2 separate regions of the Pan troglodytes genome follow, and region 2 is linked to region 1. A link is a contact called in public Hi-C data. All regions are on one chromosome and are shown on one strand. Each heading gives the region's core, a stretch centred on a gene start, on an enhancer-like site or on the middle of the called end of the contact. The rest is flanking DNA. Distances are from core to core; before and after follow the strand shown. Region 1 holds the start of KCND2 (potassium voltage-gated channel subfamily D member 2). Region 2 overlaps KCND2 (potassium voltage-gated channel subfamily D member 2).

Evidence for each region. A called contact is a pair of places that touch in the nucleus more often than the background predicts.
Region 2: a Hi-C map of induced pluripotent stem cells shows a contact between it and region 1, with 2.9 times the contacts expected there. The contact joins the enhancer-like site here to the promoter of KCND2 in region 1. A contact is called at or near these places in 2 of 7 Hi-C or Micro-C datasets (both in induced pluripotent stem cells) and 1 of 1 datasets of contacts at active chromatin or transcription factors (stem cell-derived excitatory neurons).

The regions. Positions count from the first base shown.
Region 1 is chr6:135,685,374-135,688,073 of NHGRI_mPanTro3-v2.0_pri, reverse strand. It overlaps KCND2 (potassium voltage-gated channel subfamily D member 2), which reads right to left and starts at 1,317. Exons shown (of 6, transcript XM_001141749.4): 1 at 1-1,317.
Region 2 is chr6:135,962,533-135,965,232 of NHGRI_mPanTro3-v2.0_pri, reverse strand. All of the region lies in intron 1 of KCND2 (potassium voltage-gated channel subfamily D member 2), which reads right to left. Among named protein-coding and RNA genes, the nearest start is that of KCND2, 280 kb to the right of the region's middle. Within about 2 kb of position 1,347, at least 3 of the 24 cell types and tissues checked have an H3K27ac peak or open chromatin away from gene starts, as enhancers often do. A contact at or near this core is called in induced pluripotent stem cells, where this site is marked.

The DNA.
Region 1 (2,700 bases), core at 68-2,567:
GGGCTCCTGGTAAAGTCACAGTTCTCAGAAGGGCAAGTTTCCCTCCAAGACAGGTATTTGGAATAATGGCAACAAAATACAACGTCCTAACAATCACCCTCAACAGAACCCAGCCAAATCTCTTCCTGCAGGTGGGCTAGGCCACCCTCTGGCACAAATAAGCACACAGGTGCAGCCGTTTCTTCAAACAGGTGTTTTTGATTTCTCCCCGGCACAGTCTGGATAATATGGGGTCAGTACGTGGAGTGTAGGATAGAGAAGACGAATGAGAGTCACCCAATAGAATTCTTTCGACGAATTAGGGAACCCTTACACCTACCCTTCTCACTCTTTCAAACCTTCCTTTCCAAGTAGCCCTTCCCGCCAAAGGAGTCTCAAAAAGGCGACCTGTTGTTGTAGCTCAGGAGATGCGGTCACAGCCGCTGCCCCACGTCTCTCTTTGGGGGTCCAGCTGCTGCTGCCTCTACTCCTCGGGCTGTATTTGCAGAGATGGAGGTGATGTGCAGTGGTTACGGTGGGGGGCGTTAATAGAAATCCTCCTCCCCCACGTCTACAAACACCCTCTGTGTCTGCCAAAAGCGTTCGCCCAATCGCCCCTTCACTCTCTTTTCAAGTTCAGCTCAGGTGCAGTGTGACAGTTACAGAGCTCAGGAGCTGGCAGCCGCCGCCGCCGTAGCGGCAGCAGCATCTGCTTCCGCGCAGAACGCGCCGCGCCCGCGGTACATACCTGGCCAAGTGCGCGCCGGGGCTTAGTTGCATAGAGACTTTCTCCTCGCCGTGCACCCGGAAAGGGAAGAGGAGAGAAAGCAGCTCGCGAGCAGCCGAATCCGATGCGCCGAGAGAGCATAAATAAAGCTCAAGCGAGCTCTTCTTCCCCTTCCCCCATCCCTCCGTGCCTCCCTCCTCCTTTTCACCTTCCAAAAGCCAGGCGCAGGCGAGCAGAGCAGCAGCAACAAGTTCAAAAGGTGCGGGGGAGGCGAGAACGGAGGGGACTCGCTCCTGCCAACTTACTGCGGGGCCACTGTCGCGGGAGCCTGGCCAGCGCGGTGCGGGGCTGCGGGGCGGCGGGGCTGCGGGGCGGCCGGGCGGGCGGCGTTGGCGCGGTGGGGCCGGGGCCGGGGCCGGCACGGGCTCTCGTCCGAGCGCGGAGGCAGAAGGCGCTCGGCAGCGCGGGGGCGCGGGAGGGCTGCTAGCTGCTTCCCCGCCAGTGGGTGGTCCTGCATCTCCCCGGGCTCCCCGCGCTGCTCTGCTAGTGCGATCAATAAATAAGGAGAAAATAAATAAATAACCGCGCGCACGCCCCGCCACGCAGGTTAGGAAAGGCGTCTCCTGCCTTTCCCTCGGCTTGACCTTTCTCCGCCCCCGCCCCCTCGGGCTCCTCTCGCTCCACCCCAGCCACCCACCAACCCCGGCGCAAAATGTCACCGAGGGAGAGCATCCAGGTGGATCTGCTGGGGAGGAAAGCGAGCCTCGGATGAACAAAGGGAAGCTTCACGCGCTGGGCTGCGGTGGTTTGGTGGAGGAGAGGAGAAAGGGGACCCGTGCCTTGCTGCTGCCTCCCGAGTCCCGGTTCAAGGCGAGCGTGGGAAAATAGGGGGAAAGAGAGCGAGAGAAGCTGGGAAGGAGGGTGAGCGGAGCGGAATGCGCAGGAATTGGTTGTCTTCTGGGGGCGACTGGAAGGCAAGACCCGCAAAGCCCCGACGCGGAATTTTTAAGTGCATTTCCTCTTTCTCTTTTTATTTATTTTCAAAACCAGATTGTTAACGTTGCAGGGATTGATATGCCATCTGTCCAACTTGCCAAAAAATCAGAGACTCTCCTCGATCGAGGTCTTGACACAACTCCTTTTCCCGTCCTTTACGAATAACAGGGATGTGGAGCCCTTTTCTAAATGTCATCGTCAAGGGGCGTGCGTCTCTGAAAGTTTGCGTCCCCTTCATCCTCTCTGCGCATCACTGCGCATATTTAAAATAGTTAAAAGAGTTAAAGGTGTTCGTATGAGGGGTTACTGAGGTAGAGAGACACAGGAAAATTGTCGCGACCAACCTTTTTGTTTTTCGCGTACCCCGCCCCCGAGTCATTAGGAATCATCCTTAAAACCAAACGTAACACATACAAGCCACTAGATGGCGTGGATGGCGAGAAGTTAAATCTGCACCTAAGGTTTGGATGCTTTAGGAAGGTGAAGGATCAAAATTAACTGGTCCAACAGAGAGTCAGATCACATAAACATCCCCAAACCCCTTCGCTGCCACCCACCTTTTTTGTGTTTATGTGACATATACTACTTAGGCTTGAGTCTGCATTTGGATAGTTGTGGGATGAGATGTGGAGAGTTTCCTTTTGAAATTCCTTTGAAAATTAAATCTAGATTACTGAATCATCATCATCATAGTAATTAAGATCTTTGGCAATAATGAGGCTTCATCTGTATTGATGAAGAATAGTAGCCTAATTTCTACCTAAAAATTACTTTTCATGGCTTGGTTTGACTGCCCTTGGTTTGTAAAATAAGTGGACTGTGTGTTGTACTTTACGGAAATTGACTTTTAAGCCCTAGAGATTATAGGCATGATGTGTCAACCTTGAAAATTTGAAATGGGATACGTCAAAGAAAATATATAAACTAAAAAATGAGTATAGAAAATAACCAGAGAATTTAAAATATCCTTATCATGTACAGGATTTTCTGTAGAGATA
Region 2 (2,700 bases), core at 98-2,597, 280 kb before region 1:
TAGGTTTCCTGTATTCTTTGTCAAACTGGGATGCCTTGATGCCTGAGGGTAGAAGAGAAATGCATTGCAACAACAAGCACTAGCATTCTGTCTCCTGGTTTTTCTGATGACCTCCAGAAAGTGCTATAACTCCAGAGGCTACTAGAGGCAAAGGCTTTTGTCTCATTCATCTTCATTTCTTGAGTTCCTGAGCACAGCAAGTGGCTGGCACAAAATGAACATCCCATGAATATTAGATGGATGAATGACTAGATACACAGGTTACAGGCTGTGGCTATCATACATTGCTATACTTTTAAAAATAGGCACAGTTTGATAGCAGGAAAGTTAAGAATGCTATAAATCCGAACCTCTCATGGTTTACCTATTAAGGAATCATTTGACTTTTACAACAGTATTTTGTGACAATTTTTTTTAAGTATGAAAGCTAAGTTGGAATAAAACAAATGCAATAGTATATCTTTCTCTGCACTGAGAAAATGTGATGATTTCCATTTCATGAAAAACCCTGACTCCGAGGTACAATGTCGCTACCAGGTGGAAATGCAATCTCAAATTTTCTCCACTCACTTTGAATGATTCAAAATTATATCTCCAATACCTAGGATACTGTCTGGCACAAGGAAGGTACACAATAACTATTTACCAATGACTGAACAAATATGAACAAACAAAGAAAACTTGTGAATTATATATCCATATGTTGAGCTGCTCACTATGAGGGGTTCTTAGGAAACTACTTTTAATAGAAAGAAATGGCTTATAATTGTATAGCACTTTATTTAAGTAGAGAATTTTTATATGCTTAAAATGGTGGGAATCATTTTTTTCTTAAATTGTTCAAATATTTTCAAGTAACTATTCTATTCCCTTTATTCCCCAGAGAATCTCTCTTGAAAATGGTATAAAAAGAAAGAGCTCTGCACGTTTATTTAAAATTCTAAATGAATAGAAAAAGAAAGCCATGAGGCTATATTGAACTTTAATGCCAATTGGTTGGTTCTCTACAATAAATAGTTGCAAATTCTCTTTATTCTTTACTTCTCTTTCATTGTGGACTTTCAACATAACACAATCTTCTCTTTGGAGAATGTACACTGCTGATCCTAACACCCCAATTTGATCATTTAAAATGAGGTATTTCCATTTGAGAAGTGCTATTTCCGGCTTGCTTTTCCAACTCCATTCATGTGCTTATTTGGGAAAGTCCATATGAAAGTGACATATTACTTTGCCTCTTCCCTCAGAATTTGTTCTCTCTCAAACTGATAGGATCCACAAACATAAAGGCAAACTGTTCTTGCTCTAGAGGCAGGGAGCTATGAAGGCATGTTTTATCCTGAAATGACTCCCTGGAGACCTAGAAGAGCATGTGTGAATACAAACAGCCTGAGCCTTCTGTGGTTGACTACAAAGTGCTGGCTTGTAAAACCATTTCCTGTTTCTTCACATAAAATGGAATCAAATAACGTCAAGCACTATTTAGAAAAATTTGCAGGTATATCAGCCTGCAATGATATTTGGCCAACTGAACATGATTAATTCTGCATCTTTCCTTTGACCACTTCTTGTGGGTCTCTTTATTTAAAGCAAAATATGAAATGGGGTGATGGGCAATTCTAACCATTTTATTCTGATCACTGGGCTAAGAGATAACAATCTCTGGTCAATTTCTGACTTACCGCTGAATGTTGTGCTACCTCATTTTTTCCCCCATTGGTAAAATAGAAATAATAATTCTATTCACTGCATGCCTCACTAAGCTATCTTGAAAATACACTGTCCTTCTAGGGATATTCAAACCTTAAAAAAGAAGAGAAAATTAACTCCAGTTTTAAAACCAAAAAAAAAGGCACTAGAGCAAGCAGAACCTGTAATTATTGGTTATGGCGTGGAGTGGGGGTGGCAGGGTGGTGAGATGATGAGTGCTGAACGAACCTAAAATCCCTCTATAGAGGCAGCTTCTAACTCCAGCTACATGTGAGATTGGCTCTGCACTTGGAAGAGATTGCTAAATTATCCATGCTTTGATCTATTCTTCCCAACTCTCCTTTATCTTTATGCTCTTATGACTATTTCTATTTCATTTTGTTAATACTATTAAAAAATCTGACAGTACAACAAATGATGTGGCACCTACAATAGCTGAGGTTAAGAAAAGAATTTTCTCTGAAATAAAGCATTACACAAAAAAGCATACTAAGATGACATTTTCATTACTTCATGGAGCACTTGTTCAGGCAACTTCCATTAATGCTAATGGGATCTAATCGGTGAGAGAATAAACACCTTATAATACATTACATTTAAAACTCAGCATGAACTGAAAAACAGCTATTTTACTCAGTTAGCAGGATGGATGCTTTTAGAGTAAAGGGAAAACCTGCTGTTGAGTTCACAATTCCTCAAGGTATAAAGGAAAGAAATTATTTTAAATGTTACTTGTATCTGTAACCCACTACTGTGCTCTAGCTATAATTTGCAGCAACATGTCAGTTAAGTAATAACAGATGAAACTACAACAGTGTTAATCAACACACAAACACTGAGTGTGCAAAGACTGAAGTCTGGGCAGGAATGTGTTATTAGGCTTAGAGAAAATGACTCTCTTCACCTTTCTGTTTTCTCTTGCTTTCACCTCACATTTAATTTTTCTACATATTTCATCTATGTCCTCAATAGAAAATAGCTAATTTCTAT